2 separate regions of the Arachis hypogaea genome follow, and region 2 is linked to region 1. Evidence: chromatin contacts called from public Hi-C data. All regions are on one chromosome and are shown on one strand. The core of a region is the stretch at or near the end of the contact, and the rest is flanking DNA. Distances in the headings are between cores, read along the strand shown. Region 1 overlaps LOC112722280. Region 2 overlaps LOC112722281 (protein IQ-DOMAIN 22).

Region 1 (3,294 bases), core at 423-2,922:
TTTTAGATGGTATTGATATATTTTTATTTTTGAATTAATCTAATTTTATTCACATAATTTAAAATTTTAAAATTAATAATTTAATTTAATTTAAAAAATAAATATATTCATATTATTGTTCTCATATGATTAAATATATTTATTTGATTTTAAAAAAAATAAATATTTGAAACAATTAATTTTAAATTAAAAAATTAATGCTCTCGTATTGTTTTTAAATTAAAAAATTTAATTTAAAAATACGAGTTTGTTAATTTGTTTATTTAAAATAATACCAGAACATCTATTTAAACTAAAAAATTTTAAAATAATACAAATATATTTATTTAAAATTATTAATTTCAAAATAATACTAGTATATTTATTTTTAATTTAAAATTAATAGTTTCAAACATTTAATTTTTTTAAAATTAAATAAACATAATTAATCTTACGAGAATAATAATACAAATATGTCTATTATCAAATTAAATTAAATCATTAATTATAAATTATAATTTTAAAATTTTAAAATATTTAAATAAAATTAGATTGAGTGGAAAAATAAAAATATACTAATATAATTTAAATTATACAAAATTATATTAAATTAGACTACAAAGCAGATCGTTCACCTAGTTACTGGACAAACTACATATTTCAAAAACAATTTACCTAATCACCTGGCGAACTATAGTTTGCTTACTCATTCATCTAATGTCAAAGAAAAAAAAATATTTTAGTAAATAATATTTTTTTTTTGAAAAAATAAAGATATACTAATATAATTTAAATTATACAAAATTATATTAAATTAGACTACATAACAGATCGTTCACCTAATTACTGGGCAAACTATATGTTTGGGAAACAATTTACCTAATCACCTGACGAGCTATAGTTTGCTTACTCATGCATCTAATGTCAAAGAAAAAAAATTCTCTTAGTAAATAATATTTTATTTTGAAAATAATGATTTTTTTTATTATAATATAAAAAATATAAAAAAATAATCAGAATTTATTTTTTTATTATTATTTAATTATTAACTTAATTTTTTTAATTTAATTTTTTTAATCTAATAATTTAATAATATATTTTATCTCATAATATTTAAATATTGATAACGATAAAAACAATAAATTTTAATGTTTTTAATATTTTTTTATAAAAAAAAAAAAAATCCTAAAGCTATAGATCACGTGAGTCACAAAATGAATGTGACAAATGGTAGGTCGGTGTGTGTTACTGTTCAATCTTCAATCTATCACTGCTTTAACAGTTTAACCTTTACCTCTCTCCTCAATCTCTGCTTCCTGCCATCTGAATCGAGGGATCTCCCAACGTATCTTTGCTCTTTAGTCTTTACGTACTTTCTACTCAATCCTCTTCCCTTCACTTTCATCATATTCCTGCATCACGAAATTGGGGCAAAAGGAAAACTTTCCAGTGGGTCCATCTCTTCTCAAACCACAATTCTTTTAGAAAAACCGTACAAATTATACTAAATAATTTTATAGTTTTGCTTGATTTTATTGTCATGTGAGATTGGCAGATGGCAAAGGCAAAAACACTGGGGAAAAAAGGGTAAAAAAAAGAAAAGAAAAACCTAGAAAGTACGGTAACAAGGTAGTGTTGATCTTCACGGGTGTCGATCTTTTTCAGGTTTCAACATTGTTAACTGTTAATCCCCATATTTTCTGCTTTAGCCCATGCTAACCCTAAACAAACCAACAATATAATTTCGGCTACATTCTACTTCTAGGCTTCTAGCTATGCATGGTAAATAACCAAACACCAAGTTGGTATAGATATGCAGTGTCTTTCCAAATATACTAATTTTTTAGTATTTTTTTTTCTTTTTCAGAAGTGATGTTCAAACTCAAACATCACTCCCTCCCAAATCAGACTATATATTCTGTGCATTAGTGACAACTCTTAAGATTTCCCTTTCCTGCCTGGGGATTAGACATATCACATTCGTTTCATTTCACCATACACAAGTGATATTTTAACTTTATGTTTAACTCAGTCCTCATTAGTCATTCCTAGTTGTACTCAAGAACAATATTGGGAGATATGCTCGAGTAGTTTGATGCCACTTATTGCCACTGTATTACATTCCAATAAAGTGCTGTTAGGTGATGCGATTATACGTTAATGCTAACATGAAAATAAAACAAGAATAATTCTATTATGCACCAAGCAAAGTTATTAAAACCTATAGTTCAACTATGGTGCATCATAGATAAGCTTAGTGCACAATTCAAATATATGTCATTGGATTAAATTAGTGATGATACATCATACATATAGTATTAATTAATCCGTTGGGACGAAGAAATGCCATAAAAAAGCCATCAAAGGAAATACGTATGGGCTAAATCTTACTATTCAATAGAAAGGCCATCAAAACTTTATGGTAAATCAATTTCTTTTTTCACACCAAAGAAAAACGGTTCTCAGTTCTCACTTCTCAGCACTCCAAAAAGACACGGTGATTCTTCTTTATATCCTTGTAATATATCCTATCATTAATTCCAAAATGCCTTTGGTTCAAATTCTAACTAAGGTTACAAACGCTTGCATCCATGCAAATACATAGTTTGACAAGAGCTGAAGAACAGAGCACAATCTTGCACCATGGAAATAGTCTACCAGGGACATCCCATTGAAGCTTAGTGGACACAGAATCATACTGCTTCATTATCAAGATTTGGCATCTTTAAGCTTCGTAGTAGTTAGCTTTGTAACCATTCTATCATGATTAAGCATGCAATTAACACACTCAATCACCAAAGCAACCTGCACATAGCAACCATATTTATGACCGCAAGATTATAATGTTCCTAATCAATCGGTTTTCATACAATTTGTCAATACTGAATCATTTGGCAAAGGGCCACACTTAAAGGGTGTATCTAAGTGGCCTAATTTAATACTTTTATGAGTGGCCGATCTATGGCTTAAACCCATGACCTTAAAGTCACACGGAGACAACTCAACAGTGGTTTCAAGGCTCCCCTTCAATTAAATAAGAAACAACTACACAAGAATATGCAATTTAATCTGATCTATCTTGACAGTGACTTGATATCGTCTCAAATTAAATATGATTAACCAGTAAAAAGCAATACTGATCAGTATCACTATATTAAGTTTAGTGTATGGAATATATAGTTTGGCAAGGGCCTTGATTATAGTTTAATGGCTATTGTTAGACTATTCCACATGTTATTTGACACACATCTGGGCGCAAAGAGGAAGAAAAAAAGGAATAAGGAAAATTTGAAGCCTTAAATTTGCACAAGTGAA
Region 2 (3,294 bases), core at 366-2,865, 170 kb before region 1:
GAATGAAGGTCAGTACCGTTGTGTTCAAATATGGAGTTGGAGGGCGTCAACTTACAAACCCTATGGCCAATTACTGAGCAGAGCTAATAAAATTGGTTAATCAAAAGTGAACAGACATAAACTACAATTTAAAAATTAAAAAGTGACCCCTCTATTTTTTATGCAATTGAGAAAAAGACCCCATCAAAATGAATATTTTTATTTTACACTGCCTGACTGACCGGTGAGCCAAATAAATTTTTAGCGTTTCGATGTCACAAACATGTCCCGCATACTGAATCTATGTCCCAAAATCTAATAACAAATTAGTAAATAAGTGTAAAAAAAACTCTCAAAAACTAAGCTTGAGACTCACCAAAGAGAGAAAGTAAACCCAACAAAAAAAAAATTTATGACGCATTGCTTGTGCCATCATGGTCTAAAAGTTTTCAAGAGTTTGAACACCATGTCATAAATTTGTATATGTATTAATACTTTTATTTTAATAAAAATATAGTAATAAGCATGTTAAGAGTTGATTAATACTCGGCTTAAATCCTAATTTTCATGATATCTTCCTTGTATCTTTGCTTAGAGAATGTATGTGCGATTAATAAGTTTACACAAGATTTTTGAGCTACTCTCTCTGATATTATACTATTTGAAAAAAGATCCTCTAAAGTGATAATGCTAGTAAAGTAGTAAAGTGATACTTTAATCACTTTTAAATTTCAACATTTATTATTTATGAGCTCCACTATCTTAATCCAAAAGTGCTTAATGATGTACTTTTTTTTAGTAACAATATAATTTTAGAGGAGTCGAATCCATACTATCCAAATACACCTCTCGTCCACTCTTTTCAAATAGTTGTTAACAATAGTTGTTATTTTTTGGTTATTTTCCTAGAATTTCTTGCTAAGCAAAAACAATTAGTGCTTTAAGGCTATGATAAAAATTCCCATCAAACAATCAAATCCAAGCAGTGAGATTAGATAGATACATATATGTCGATCCAAAACATAGATATTAGCCTATTACATTCTAGGAAATGGAAAGAACTCACACTTACACAAGTCCTACACTCATTCTAATCACTTAACCGTTACTTCCTAAAAGTATTTCAGATTTCCAATGCTAACATAATTAATTAAACCTCAATGAAGAAGAGGGTTAAGTTTCTTAAGGCCCAACGAGTAAAGGGTGGTTAGGAAGATCACATGTTAATTTAATAAGGTCCTAAATTAAAACCCTAGTCTTAACATAACCCCATATAACTAAAGAATAGATTAGAATCTATATCCCACAGGCATTCCAAGCTTGTCCAAACGACCAGAACCTGGATAACCCTTGTTGGCGAAGCATCCTTGCAAAGCATAATTAGGCCTCTGAGAACCCAATCCATTGAGTGAGTACCTATTAGATGAACTAGACCTATCACATTGGTTGGGCCTTTGTTTTGGGGCACTAAGAGACCTCACTTTTGCCTTTGAAGATTCAGTGCATGCCATGTAACTTGGGTAATCAGAATAGTGACAAATATAACTCCTTGACCCACCAAAAGGGCTTCTTTTGGGTACATTATCTTTGGAAGATGCTGATAGGTATTGGGGGCTGCTTTCGGCTGTACATAATGGGCTCTCCTCAACCCAATTGGGCTTCATTGGGCTCTGAGACTGGACCTCACAAGATGGGCTTGGGCCTGATTGAAGAGATATCACTGATGATGATTCCTTCTTGTTGTTGCTTGTGGTGTAACTCTTGCTACTAATGCAATGCTGATCAGAAACTAAGACATGGTTGTTGGTGGTGGAAAAGAGGTTCCTACGTCTTGATGATGACGTGGCTTGTGATCTTCTGGAATCAATTTCAGGGTTCTTGTCACTTTTGTCACCATTGGTGGTGCTAGAGGTTCTCATTGATGATTTTTCTTGGTTCCATGTTAGTTCATCTATGTGCCTTTCTGATCTGTTCCTACATTTCTCTTGCCCGCTACTACCATGGACCTGCTGGAGGCATGATTTGGAGCCATTTCTCTACAATAATATAAATGCATGCTTCCATTAATAGATAAATTGAATTCCATAAGATTTAATTACTCTGCATTTTACAACACAAAAGAGTTTTGCAACACTAGATAAATGCTTGTGCTTTTAAGATTTTCAAATTATTGGATAATCGTTATCCAATAATGTTATTCAAATTCCTGACACCAATGCAAAACTACGTTTGTAATTAATTAATTATATATTTAAATTATTTTTTAATTAACAAAACACGGACAACATATTTATTGTTAAGAAAATACTGATGCCGAAATAATAATGTTTACTATAAAAGGTGTGTACATAGCTATATAAAATAAAAACAAAAGTTATTGTGTTAAAACTTGTTACGACTTTTTATAGTAATTTCATAATTGAAATAACAAATTAAATATTAATCAAATTAGAAAAATTATGTATAAAATAAAAGATGAATATAAACAAAATTATTGAAAGTTTTTTTTCTTGTAAATCGTATATGTATATATATAATTCTTTAGGCTAATATGTAGTCAAATTAAATCCATTTGGTTTGATGATGCCAATGAATAGATAATTGGAATAGAAGAACCCATGTAGTGTAGTGTGTGTGACAATGAGTGTGTTGTGCTGTGTTGTAAAAAGACCAAAAAAAAATTACAAAAACAAAAATACCTTAAGCAATGGTGAGTGCTCATCTTTCATGCTCTTAGATCTGATTGGGCTTTCAAACTTTTCTGGTGTTGCTGGCCCCTGTGTAAATGATCATACCAAGAAAAGTACATTAGAAACATCAAATATGCTAAAGCATGTGATATCCTGGATAACTAGATAGACGTTAATCTCCATAGATGCAAACTAATTTGTCAATTATTTCGTACCCAGGCCATTATATCAAAGTTATGACAAACAAAATCAGACTAATTATCCACTTTCAACAGAAGTGGCACAATGGAAAAGATTGCCATTAACAATATGTGTAGTGTACCATAATAAAGCATAAAAAAAGTTTTAACACATGCATGGAAAGATATGTAATTTGTACACATCTTTATCTCACACAATGAATCTGCACACCCTTGTGACAACGTCACAACTTGAGAAATTTTTTGAGAGGTCAAAATACAGATATATAAATGTACTCTTAGACTTTTTCCTTTCTCGGAATGTATCTATTTTATTGGAAATAAATTGACTCTACAAATATTTTTTTAAGAAAAAGTTGAATCTTTTTACTCAAAAAGTGCCAGAAATAAAAATATAAGTTAGTAAATTCATTAGTATTTATTTA

The links. Hi-C and Micro-C count contacts between places; a contact is called where the count stands out from the background.
Region 2: a Hi-C map of leaf shows a contact between it and region 1, with 4 times the contacts expected there. The contact joins two enhancer-like sites. A contact is called at or near these places in 2 of 8 Hi-C or Micro-C datasets (leaf and an unstated tissue).

The regions. Positions count from the first base shown.
Region 1 is chr11:86,231,964-86,235,257 of arahy.Tifrunner.gnm2.J5K5, reverse strand. LOC112722280 reads right to left here. Exons shown (of 13, transcript XM_072207028.1): 13 at 2,234-2,784. The coding sequence ends at 2,689. Among protein-coding and RNA genes, the nearest start is that of LOC112722280, 7.6 kb to the right of the region's middle. Within about 2 kb of position 1,672, at least 1 of the 3 cell types and tissues checked has open chromatin away from gene starts, as enhancers often do.
Region 2 is chr11:86,405,837-86,409,130 of arahy.Tifrunner.gnm2.J5K5, reverse strand. It overlaps LOC112722281 (protein IQ-DOMAIN 22), which reads right to left. Exons shown (of 4, transcript XM_025773268.3): 3 at 2,679-2,756; 4 at 924-2,015. The coding sequence ends at 1,269. Among protein-coding and RNA genes, the nearest start is that of LOC112722281, 9.0 kb to the right of the region's middle. Within about 2 kb of position 1,615, at least 2 of the 3 cell types and tissues checked have open chromatin away from gene starts, as enhancers often do.